4 separate regions of the Rattus norvegicus genome follow, and all the other regions are linked to region 2. The links are chromatin contacts, called in public Hi-C maps. All regions are on one chromosome and are shown on one strand. Each heading gives the region's core, a stretch centred on a gene start, on an enhancer-like site or on the middle of the called end of the contact. The rest is flanking DNA. Distances are from core to core; before and after follow the strand shown. Region 1 overlaps Maml3 (mastermind-like transcriptional coactivator 3). Region 2 holds the start of Maml3 (mastermind-like transcriptional coactivator 3). Region 3 overlaps Maml3 (mastermind-like transcriptional coactivator 3). Region 4 overlaps Maml3 (mastermind-like transcriptional coactivator 3).

Region 1 (2,700 bases), core at 50-2,549, 200 kb before region 2:
ATCTGCTAGGGGATTTTCTGTTTTTGTACTACATGTAACTGAATGAATTACCAAGTGTTCTTCACACTAGAAACCTTTAATGCCAAACCAACCGGTTTCACTATATGCATTGTTGGTCAAGAACTAGAGGATGTGGAATCTATGATCATGCCATGTACAGGGCCTGTTGTGAAGGGCGCTGAACACAGGGTCAGGGCTCTGCTTCTTCTCACTCTTTGCCCTCCTGCTGACATGACACAGCCTGGACCATCTGTGGTCACTAAAATTCTCTGTTTAATCTGCACACAGCACTGTCCTGACACATCAGAGCACACATCTACCTGGGTCACTACCACGTGACCATGGCTTACAGTCAGCCCCCCAAACCCCCTCCCCACACCACACACTTAGGCTTCTGCTTAAATTGCTCACCAGAAAGATGATTTAAATCGCTTTTCAACAAATAGAATTTCAGTACTGTTTTTCTTACCAAAGTATGTTGCCATTGTCCAAACCTCTATTATAAACTGCAGAAAATTCAGGTGTATAATTTTCCTTTCGGAGAAACTGTATATTAAGTGTGTAAACTGTATAGAAACAGGTCACTTAGGAAACAGAACCATCATTTGGCCATTTTATTCTCCAAAGGTAAATAAAGCAGATATTGGCTAAAATCACAAAAACAAAAGGTTTTCAGCTTGCCGGGTTAATTTTGGCAAGCTTTTTTGGGGGGTGGGGGTGGGGGTGGTTGTGTTGAAATAATCACTGAAACTCAAAACAAGTGATACACCATTGCAAACTTAAATGTTCACTTATATGCACACTGCATTTCAGATACTTTTCTGTAATAATATGTAACAAATACACAATTTTTAGCAAATGTATAAATAAGTATTTTATTTCTAGATGAGAAACACGAGCTGAAAAAAGATGTAAAAGAATGTCTCACCATGGTTTAAAACAAACAAAGAGTCTCCCTAAATGAAAAACTTTGAAGCAGGATGTTTTGAAGGGTGCGTCTTCCCCTCTCCCATCACATAACTTCACACGGGTGAAAGCTGCTCCCCTCCTGGAGAGAAAAGTGTGATCATCTTCATGGCATACTGGTGAGAAAGAAGGTTTTTCAGAAGACAGGCAAGACAGGCAGGAAGGAGAATCAAGAGAGCCTGCCATTGTGGGGCCCTGAGATGACAGAAGCGGGAAAAGTAAAGGGTTCAGGCTTTGAATGTAGAGAGAAATGGAGTTGTAATCCGAGCCCAGGGAAGGCAGGCAGCCACGAGAGCCGGAGCCTGGCCGTGAGGATGCTGGAGGATTAAGGAGATAAGCCTGTGGTAGCATTCCTGGAATTCTTGGAGGTGACTGGCTCTGGTTGCTAGGGATTGCATGTGCAAGATCATTCTGGCTAAAACAGAGATGTAAAGAAAAGGGTTGGATCCTGCTTTTACAGATTTGTTTCTATTTTGTGTGTATGGGTGGGTGCCTGACACCCACGGAGGCCAGGAAAAGGTTTGCGATCCTCTGGGCCTGGAGTTAGGATGATTGTGAGCTGCTATGTGGGTGCTGAGAATCGAACCTGGATACTTAGGAAGAGCAGCCATTGTTCTTAACCGCTGGACCATCTCTCCAGCACAAGAGTTGAATTCTTTATCTGGATCTCTCAACTTAGATTCAATAACTGTGTACAGTGCAATCACTCTGTGAGTTGGAGACCCCGGGACAAGGGGCTGAGGTGCATATGTTACATACCAAAGCAGACCCTGCCTCCAAGTTCTTCCAGGATCCCTTATTCCCTACCTAGCATACCCCTGCCTCCAACCCTGAACTTTCTAGCCCAGGGGCTGGGTTGCCCTTACCCCAGGCTCTTCCCTGTATCATCCAGACATTTTGGTCCCCCCCTTCCTTCCCTCCCCCTCCCCATGGCAGCTTCACTGGCTTCTGTTCTTGGGGCCAGTGAACTCACCTGAGAGCAGCTCTAATCTGGCTTGGCCTCGCTCACCTCACCAGCCTGAAGTAACCTACCAAGGCACAGGTCACAGGTTCTGACAACAACCTGTGGGATATCCAGTACAGAAAACAAGGAATACAAACGCCATGGCTATGCTATGTGTGGTTGTAGGTGAAAAGACATTTTAAAAAGAGGTTTCTACTTTGCCTAAGGGTCAGCCCCCAGGTCTTGGAAAAGACCAAGGAGGCACTGCCTTGGGGTCTCCTACTCTCTCAGCTGGAGAACAGCATCTCACATTGTCTCATTATTTTTTTCCAGAGCTGGGGACCGAACCCAGGGCCTTGCACTTGCTAGGCAAGCGCTCTACCACTGAGCCAAATCCCCATCCCCCATGTTGTCTCATTTTGTTTTGTTCTTTTGAGGCAGGGTCTCTCACCAACCAGGATGTCACTTGGCTTTTAGCCAGGTAAGTCATGGAGGTCCTTGGTCTCCCCATCCAAGGGATTACAGGCAGGCCAGTTTCCTTTGTTTGCTTTTGAAATGTGAATTCTGGGAATCGAATTTAGTTCTGCTTGCAAACATTTAGCAACTGAGCTCTCTCTGTAGCCCTAAGTCTTACTCTTAAAGTTTAAAGTTTGATTTTGCCGTTAAGGGTAGATGGCTGCTGGATTTAAATTCCTTTTAAAATACATCTATTATTACCACTAGAACCAAACTATTATATAGTCAAGGCAGCGTACCCCACAGTACTCTGTAGTCTTCTGCACGTAACTTAA
Region 2 (2,700 bases), core at 67-2,566:
TGATTAGCGTATGGTTCCTCTGCTCGGCTGAGGCAGCCTCCGCATCTTGCTGGGCTTTACTCGGGTGCTGCTGCTTGCCGGTGCCGGCGCCCGATTTCTTGGCTCTCTGCTCCAGGGTCCTCTGATAGAGGCTCACCGTGTCCCGGCGCTCCAGCTCCAGCTGCTCCACCTGAGCCTGCTGATACCTGTTCTCGCAGTTGACGTGGTGCCGGCGGCAGCCCTCGATGCGCTGGCGGAGCCGCTCGACTACCGTGCTGTGCTTGGGGACGGCCGCCGAGCTGCCGCCGGGGCCCCCGGAGCCGCCGCAGCCGCCGGCAGCGGGGTGATTGCTACTCGGAGCCACCGGAGTGCTATTGGGAGTATTCACGCCGATCCCGGCCCCGCCGAGGCTGCTGCTCAGGCTGCTGTTGATACAGATACTACCACCATTCGCGGCAGCAGCGGGGGCTGCGAAATCCCCCATCCTGCTCCCGGGGCACACTATTTTGGAAGAACTTTTTTTTTTTAATCCACCCCCTATCAGCCTCCTCCTTGGGTCCAAGGATTAAAATAGTTTAAGTGGAACGCGGGGGAGACGCAAGCACATGGATGAAAACAGCGATCCCCACGGGGTGGAAAAAAAAGAGGGGAGAGATTTTTGGGGTGGTTTTTTTTTTGTTTCCTTAAAAAAAGACTGTAAAGATCGAGGGGAGAAAAGGGGGGTCTTATCAGAATACCATCAGACACCTATCAATAGAATCCCAACAAACTGAGCCGGCAGCAGATCGGCTTGCAACTCAAGGGGAGATCCGCTCCTCGCCTGGCTCCTTTTAATAATCCATTATTTTCTAATAAATTCCAGGAGGTTTCCGGTGGTTGGCAAGCATTTTCTCCCTACGTACCGAAAAACACACCCCATGTACACACACGAGCGTGTGCCTCCAGTGCGGACACGCGCGACACACACTCACTCCACGCCGCATCGGAAAACGGCGAGCTTGCTTATTGCATTTTCCTTCCACAAAAAAGTTTTGGTGTTTATGCCGCCCCGTGTTCTCAAAGTACTTTGGCTGCTCAGTTGCATTTCACAGGAGCCTAGACATCGAGTCCTCGGGCTGGGCAAGTAAACACATGGACAGTCCGAGGCGACTGCAAAAGTAGATCGCTGGAGTCCTTTGCGAAACGCCGCCGCGCGGAGAGCAGCCACTAACGCTCGGCCAGGCTGCCGCTGCCGCCGCCGCCTCCGCCACCATCACAATGATCAACTGCTCGCCGCCGCCGCCTCCTCCTCCTCCTCGCGCTCCTCCACCTCCTCCTCCTCCTCCATGCCAGCGGAGTGATATCAGGACGCGCGAGCTCAGTAAACACGGCAGCGGCGGCGGCTGGAGGCCGTGAGACGAGCCCGGGGACCCAGTGCAAAACCTGGCCCGGACTCTCCCCGGCGGGAGCGGGCGCGGCGCGCACCGACCTGACTCCCGCCTCCCTTGCCGTCCCCCTCCCGCGCCCTCCCCTTCCCCAACCCAGCTGCTCCCCGGGATGGGAAGCACGACTTGCCAGGAGGACAGGGGAAAGCAAAGATTGGGGGGGATCTTAGGAGTGGATCACCTTTTGACCCGTGTGTGTGTGTGTGTGTGTGTGTGTGTGTGTGTGTGCGCGCGCGCGCGCGCGGCACGCGTGTATGTGTGTGTGTGTGTGTGTGAGTGAGCGCGCGGCGCGCGTGTGTGTGTGTGTGTGTGTGTGTGTGTGTGTGTGTGTGTATGTGCGCGCGCGAGTGCGCGGGGACGCGCCAGGCTGGCTGCGTTTCCTCCTGCCCAGCGAGGTATCCAGCGAGCCCAAGTTGTTGTTATACATTTATGCATTATATTGCAGAACTGTGCATGACCAGGCAGAAACATTGCAGCTTCCCAACAGTTATCATTCCCACCCATGTGAAACGAAAAGGTCAAATGAGTGGCTTGTTTTCAAGACCCAGAGAAGAAGACCCTGCTAGTGAACTCTTACTCAAAATTCTAGGACCCTCCTAACCCAAATACTTAATTTTTTTCTTACGTTTATTTATTTATTGGGAAGAAAAAGTGCCCAGTGCCACAGTGCACTCGCGCCTAGAAGTCAGATGACAGTTTTGTGGAGTCCTCCAAGGTGGGTACTAGGGTTTGAATCAAGGTTGTCAAGATCTCAGATCTCAACTTTACCTCCTGGAAATCTCATCTGGCTCAAGTACCCATTTCTCAATGAACAGAAATAAGCAGTCAAAACAAGACCTTGGGATATTATTTATTTCTCTGTACATAACGACTGTTGTTATTAGGGGGATTATTGTTTTATTTATCCCTGAAAAAATTAAAACCAAGCAAGCAGGGACTTGGAGGTGAGACTAACAGTACATTTTTAACAGACTGTTTTGAACACTAGGTGCTAATGACTACGGCAGTAATTAAGGGTCCTTCCTAAATCAAGTGGAAAGATTGCAGATTTCATGTGTTAGAACTATAGAGAAAAAAAAAAAAAACAAACCAGCATTTCACAGTTTGTTGTGACCAAAACAAAACAAGCCAAAAAAAAAAAAAAAAAAAAAAAAAAAAAGCAGGCTTACCTTACTGCTAGATACATTTCTATTTCAATGGATTCACAACATGGTACAATTGAAATGGAGTTAATACAGAAAAGTAATCTCTTGTTTTATTATCATGCGTTAGCTGCCCGGACATCAAGTATCTATCT
Region 3 (2,793 bases), core at 277-2,776, 220 kb before region 2:
CCCATCTTCTATCTCTGGAGGAGCTGGGGGAAAATAGATTAAGTTTCCCAGTGGCCTCCTGAGGCTAATGAGCTTCCTGTCGCTCGAACTTTCCCTAACCAGGCTACGCATTCATGTGCCGGGTATTTGTAAAGGTATTTCTTTTATGAGTGGAAGGCAGGAGAAAATGACTTCTGCGATTACTTCTAATGCTATGATCCATCTATTAAGGTTTCCTGTCTCTCCTTAGCATTTCTTAGTCAAGGATTCACATATATTTTCCATGTGTGGAATAGACAGGCACTCAGGGCAAATCACCTGAAAAACAGAAACGTGACTCTCTAAGTTTTGAGCTTTTCATATTTTGTTAAAGTGGTAGGTACGTGGGTGTGGCCAGCGCACAGGCCCCACACCTGTCACTCTCATGAGTTTCCATGGTTTTATCAGAGGTGGCCCCACCCTCCTCCAAACCTCAGTAAATGTACTGGCCGTGTCATCAATTCCCACTTTACCCTCTCCAGTCTATCCTCTTCAAGTAAGCCCAGCACTAGGGAAGCAGGGGCAGGTGGATCTCTGTGAGTACAAGACCAGGCTGGTCTATATAGTGAGTTCCAGGCCAGCCAGGGCTATACAGAAAAACCTGTCTCTAAAAAACAAACAAACTAAAACCCCAAAGCCAAAAACAAAAACAAAAACCTATCCTTCCCCCCAAAACAACAACAACAACAGAAGAAAAGTCATATCATGCTGTTCTGTCTAAATTTCTACAGATTTTCACATTCATCGAAGTTAAATTTGTCACAGGGCTTAGGAAATGCTGGTTGGCCTGATGTCTCCAAAGTCCTTTGGGCCCATCCTCTCCTGTACCAGAGCGCCCTTGCAAATATGGCCTGCCTACTCTGAGGTTCCCTATCTGTTCAGAGGGGCAGACTCAGCTCCAGGTGGGACCCTGCCTCCCTCCCAGCTCTTTCTCTCACTTTCATCTGTTCTGTCTTTATGGTGCTCCCCCTGTCATAGTTCATAGCCCCCTCACCTTGTACGCCTCCCCGTGGGTCACCTTCTCCACAGGAGTACAGACTCAGAGGTCGTGACCTTGCCTGCTATCCTTTCTTATGTGTCTCAGTGTCAGCCAACATCTGAGGGTTTTCCAGGAAGTACTGGAGAAAGGAAGGGAAGAGTGAATGAGCGCTTTCCTCTGCGAGTCTGTTCCCGGGGAAGGTGTATGTAGCCATGAAGATGTTCTTCTCCTGAGTCCTAAACATGACTATTTACTCACTCAGGCTTCCTCCTTTTGGAAGTGCTATACAGATCAGAAGCCCAAGAGGATTTTGGAATGACCCTCAAGAAGATCCTTCACAAAACTGAAATCCTAAGATTAGAGAGAGAAAGACCCTGCTGGAACCCTGAGCTTCTTCCCCTGAACCTTACGGCAAAATCCCAAACGGTCCCGATCTGAAGACAATCTCCCCACTCCACCCCACACACACACCACCGGGGCTCTCAGAAAACATCCTGGGAGCAAGGAACACGAGCTTCTGAGATGGGTGACTGAAGAGGTGGGAGAGACTCCTTCTCTGGAGTTCTTTAAAAATAGAGCAGCCATCTGGGATAGTTTAGATACGGCCTCAGCAAAAGGCGGGGGACTGGAGGGGGGTGGAAGATCTGAAGCTCATCTCCTCATCTTGGATTTTCTGATATTTCATTTTCACGTTTTACTCACGGCAAAAGTCCGGAAGGAGCTAGAAATTCACCTTTTCTTTTCAACCAAACATCCCATTTTGTTTCCAAGGGAATTCTACTGTGTCAGTAACCCCTGTGCTTCAGATGCGTGATTTGAATGCCACGGCTTTTTTTGTTTTGAAGGAAGTTTGGATAAAACTTAGCTTCCATTTTCTCTTTCCTAGAGAGGGAGCAAAGGCAGTTACGATGGGAAACATGTTTAGCCGCTAGGAAGTGATTATTGGAGACGTGCAAATCTAGGCTTGGGTCCTGGCCACCCCACTGGAAAGGACAGAGCAGGAGGAAACAGTGGCTGAAGGAACTTGGCTAGGATCCTGTGGAACATTCCACACCCGGACCTGTTGCAAGAGGTTAAGCCTTGGAAGCCTCGTTTGCTGTAACCATTGCTTCTCCATTTTGTTTGTTTGATGGAATTAAGCTCAATAAAGTCAACGTGTGTAAACAACAGGGAGTGTGTTTTTCTGACACGAAGTCATTTTCTGATTTGTTCTTGTTACTTCTGCTTTTTGCATCAAAACTTCACTGTCAAAAAAAATAATGAATTTTAAGACATAGAAGGTCACATTTTACTATTTTTACCATAGAGGCCACACTAGGGGAAAAAAAGAGCTTGTTAAATTTGTTTCTCAGCAGTATTTGCATGCCCTGTTTTTTTTTAAACCCAAATAAACTTGATTGTGATTATCAAATACATTAATTTTAAAATGCTCATTACAAGCACTCCTGTACACAACAGACTAACGCCCAGTCTGAGACAAGTTGTTTATCCTTAAAGAACACAAACAGCTTCTAACGATGACATTAAGTCAGCTCAGAGTGTTCATTGCAGAGGACCAGACCTCAGTTTCCAGAACTCATGTCAGGTGGCTGACGACTGCCAGCTCCTGGAGGTTTAACACCCTCTTCTGATCTCTAAGTATATGTCTATATAAACTCATAGAGACTCACACAAAACCTAAATAATGAAAATAACCCATAATAAATATTGCCATAAGTCAGATCAAAGGGTCTTCACAAAATCAGATTTGGAAATTGATCTTATCATGTCACATGATTTCGGTCACACACCTATAA
Region 4 (2,758 bases), core at 50-2,549, 240 kb before region 2:
AAGCGCGGCCAAGCCCAGGGTTCTGTTTATTTTCTGGGAAGGACGAGGTGGGAGGAGAAACACTTCAGAGAGCTTCAGTGCATTTCCCTTCCTTGCGTAGGGCCCAGGAATATTTTTATTCCACTGTTTACTCAAAATGTCCTCTTTCTCAACGAGGAGGAATTCTCACTTTTGTTTTTAGCCCCTTCATGAGAGCCTCTCCCTCTGCAGCTCTGAAGTCCTGTGCCAGCTTAGGAGATGCAAATGGCTTGGAGCTCCCAGATGTGAGGAGAGGCTTTTGAATAAAACCCCAGCACACATTCATCTCCCTTCGGAATGCCAAAGTACTGAAACAGGTCTATAAATAAAATCTCTGGTACCCCTCAAAGAGGTCAAGAGCCCCATTTCCATGTGAGCTGTCACACAGTGAGCACACCCAGGCCGCCAAGAACCACCTCTCACATGGACTCTCATACTCTCCCCTCACCCACACACCTCTGCCAGTCAGCAAACACACCATAATTCTTAATTCTAGACAGTACTGGACCCCTAGGCATCCGTTTCATTGAGTACTTTTGCTCTAGATGTGAAGGCTGAGGGTCTGGGCTTTCTTTACCAATAAGGAGACTGCTTTATGTCTATGGCTTTCCATGTGTGCACGTATGTGCACCTGTGTGCAGTTCCAAGCCTATGCATGCAGAGGCCAGGGGTTGCCATGGGTTGTTATTCTCTAACCTTCTCTACCTTATATGAGTCTCCCACATCAAATTCTACTACACAGACTGGTCTGGAGGCTTGGGGGATGGGGGCACTTCCTGGGGGTGTCTTCCTGTCTTGGCACTTGGATTACTGATGAGCACAGCCAAGTGACAAGGTTTTCCCATGAATGTTGGGGGCCACACTTGGTCTTTAGGCTTACTCTGCAAGCCCTTTAATCAGAGAGTCTTTAGACTTTTCCCACCAATGAGACATAAGGTAGGACAGGACGACTTTTCTCTCCTGATTGAATCCCCATGGGAAAGGTAAGATGTCTATATGCACATGTCATAGGAGGCACATGCTTATATACGGGCAAACACGGAGGCCGAAATGTCCAGGTGGACGGCAGAGCAGGCCACCCACCCTGCAACCTGGGAGCAGCAGCAGTCTGGAGTCTGCGGGCTGAGCTTTCCTGTGTGGGAGACGCTCTCGGCTTCATCCCAGCTGAAATTCATTTTTCAAAAGAAATTAGACCGAGGCACTGTTGTTATAGCAACAGTCAGAGTCATTTAGGCACACAGTCTCTTTTCTACAACCTCACTGACTTATGTGGGCAGCATTTCAGTTATGCAAGGGGAGTGGCCGAGGCTGAGCTTGTGCGGGCCCTTTATCGGCCTTGAAGATGAGAAAGCCGGAGTCCTCTACGGCCAATCTATAGCCCAAAGACAATACTGTGTGCTCCAGGGGGAGGGCAGGGAAGACATCTGAAAAAGCCCTCTGAATCCAGCACTTCCATCCCCTGGGGTAGGAACGGAGTGTGTCAGCTCTGGATTCCTTGGCTTAGCTAGGGATGGGCAGCCCACGGGAGGAATATCTGGTGAGAGGAGTAATGCAGTCAGTGAACCTCGAAGTGACTTCATTATTTCAAGTCTGTAGGACGTTGGGGGGTAGACTTCCTAATGTGACAGTCCACACCAACCGCTGAAGCCCATGCTCAGTTCCAAAATGACCTTGCTCTGAGGAAAATGCACACCTCTTGAGGGAGGATCCTCAGGTTAAAGGACCCGCCAGGGAAGAAAAGCCACCATGTTGTCTACATCCATACTAGGGATATACAAGGATAATAACAAACTGAGCCTGGTGCTTATGGCCAATGCTACAGGACACCGTGTCCCACCACTTACGAAACCACATGTCAAAGTCTAGCCACTCAGGGTCTTTATAAGGTCACTAAGGTAAAGTAAGGTCATTAGGGTGGTGGTGACTTCTTACAAAAAGCAGGAATTAGGCTACAGGTCACAGAGGGAAAGCCTGTGAGGACAGATGGCTACCTTAGTTCTACTAGCCCACTTGGTTGCTGTGCCAAAATGCCAGAGACTGGATACTTCATAAAGAACATTTGTCACAGTCTTGGAAGTCCAAGATCAAGATGCTGGAAGGGTCAGGGTCCAGTGAGCCATCTTCCTATGGAGTGACATCACCTGGGTATCCTGGCATGGCAAAAGAGCAAACGAGAAAGGGTCTAACCTACACCCCTTCAGCCTTTTAGTCAACACCAATGCTACTCACGGGGAACAGCGACTCGGAGCCCCACCTGTTAAAACCTCACCACCTGGGGATGCAGCTTCAACACTGAGTTCTAGGAGGTACTCAGGCCAAGGCAATGGCTTGGAAGAAACCAACTTGGCTGGCAGCTCACTTTTGGACTTCTAGCCCCTGGATTTGTGAGGGAGTAAATTTCTGGAGCTCACGAAGCCTAGTATCTGATACTCTGTCACAGCCTTGGCAAACAAGAGTCATCATTTGGTTCCCGCCTATCCCTGTCCGGTCTGGGTCTTAGTCAGGTCAGGGCACTTAATAACTAACACAAAGGATCATCTTGCACGAACTTGTCCAGCTGACTGAGCACGGCTGGGCATGAGTTCTGTCAGGAAGGAGGGTCGTAGTGAGTAGGAGTGGGTGCCCAACCTCCAGAACCTTCAGTGTGGAGACGACAGGGAAGCAGAGAAATAGTGTAGTTTGTAGCAGGCACCTGGACTGCATGTCTCTGCTTCCCAATAGTGTCCCAGGCTGGGGACCA

Evidence for each region. Hi-C and Micro-C count contacts between places; a contact is called where the count stands out from the background.
Region 1: a Hi-C map of the A7r5 cell line shows a contact between it and region 2, with 4 times the contacts expected there. The contact joins the enhancer-like site here to the promoter of Maml3 in region 2. A contact is called at or near these places in 3 of 12 Hi-C or Micro-C datasets (the A7r5 cell line, the Rat2 cell line and Schwann cells).
Region 3: a contact with region 2 is called in a Hi-C map of kidney, with 2.5 times the contacts expected there. The contact joins the enhancer-like site here to the promoter of Maml3 in region 2. A contact is called at or near these places in 3 of 12 Hi-C or Micro-C datasets (frontal cortex, kidney and mammary epithelial cells) and 1 of 1 datasets of contacts at active chromatin or transcription factors (oligodendrocytes).
Region 4: a Hi-C map of prefrontal cortex shows a contact between it and region 2, with 2.5 times the contacts expected there. The contact joins the enhancer-like site here to the promoter of Maml3 in region 2. A contact is called at or near these places in 3 of 12 Hi-C or Micro-C datasets (the A7r5 cell line, mammary epithelial cells and prefrontal cortex) and 1 of 1 datasets of contacts at active chromatin or transcription factors (oligodendrocytes).

The regions. Positions count from the first base shown.
Region 1 is chr2:138,088,527-138,091,226 of GRCr8, forward strand. All of the region lies in intron 1 of Maml3 (mastermind-like transcriptional coactivator 3), which reads right to left. Among named protein-coding and RNA genes, the nearest start is that of Maml3, 200 kb to the right of the region's middle. Within about 2 kb of position 1,300, at least 8 of the 93 cell types and tissues checked have an H3K27ac peak or open chromatin away from gene starts, as enhancers often do. A contact at or near this core is called in the A7r5 cell line, where this site is marked.
Region 2 is chr2:138,287,299-138,289,998 of GRCr8, forward strand. Maml3 (mastermind-like transcriptional coactivator 3) reads right to left here and starts at 1,317. Exons shown (of 5, transcript NM_001107675.3): 1 at 1-1,317. The coding sequence starts at 463.
Region 3 is chr2:138,064,100-138,066,892 of GRCr8, forward strand. All of the region lies in intron 1 of Maml3 (mastermind-like transcriptional coactivator 3), which reads right to left. Among named protein-coding and RNA genes, the nearest start is that of Mgst2, 220 kb to the left of the region's middle. Within about 2 kb of position 1,527, at least 11 of the 93 cell types and tissues checked have an H3K27ac peak or open chromatin away from gene starts, as enhancers often do.
Region 4 is chr2:138,048,117-138,050,874 of GRCr8, forward strand. All of the region lies in intron 1 of Maml3 (mastermind-like transcriptional coactivator 3), which reads right to left. Among named protein-coding and RNA genes, the nearest start is that of Mgst2, 210 kb to the left of the region's middle. Within about 2 kb of position 1,300, at least 37 of the 93 cell types and tissues checked have an H3K27ac peak or open chromatin away from gene starts, as enhancers often do. A contact at or near this core is called in the A7r5 cell line and prefrontal cortex, where this site is marked.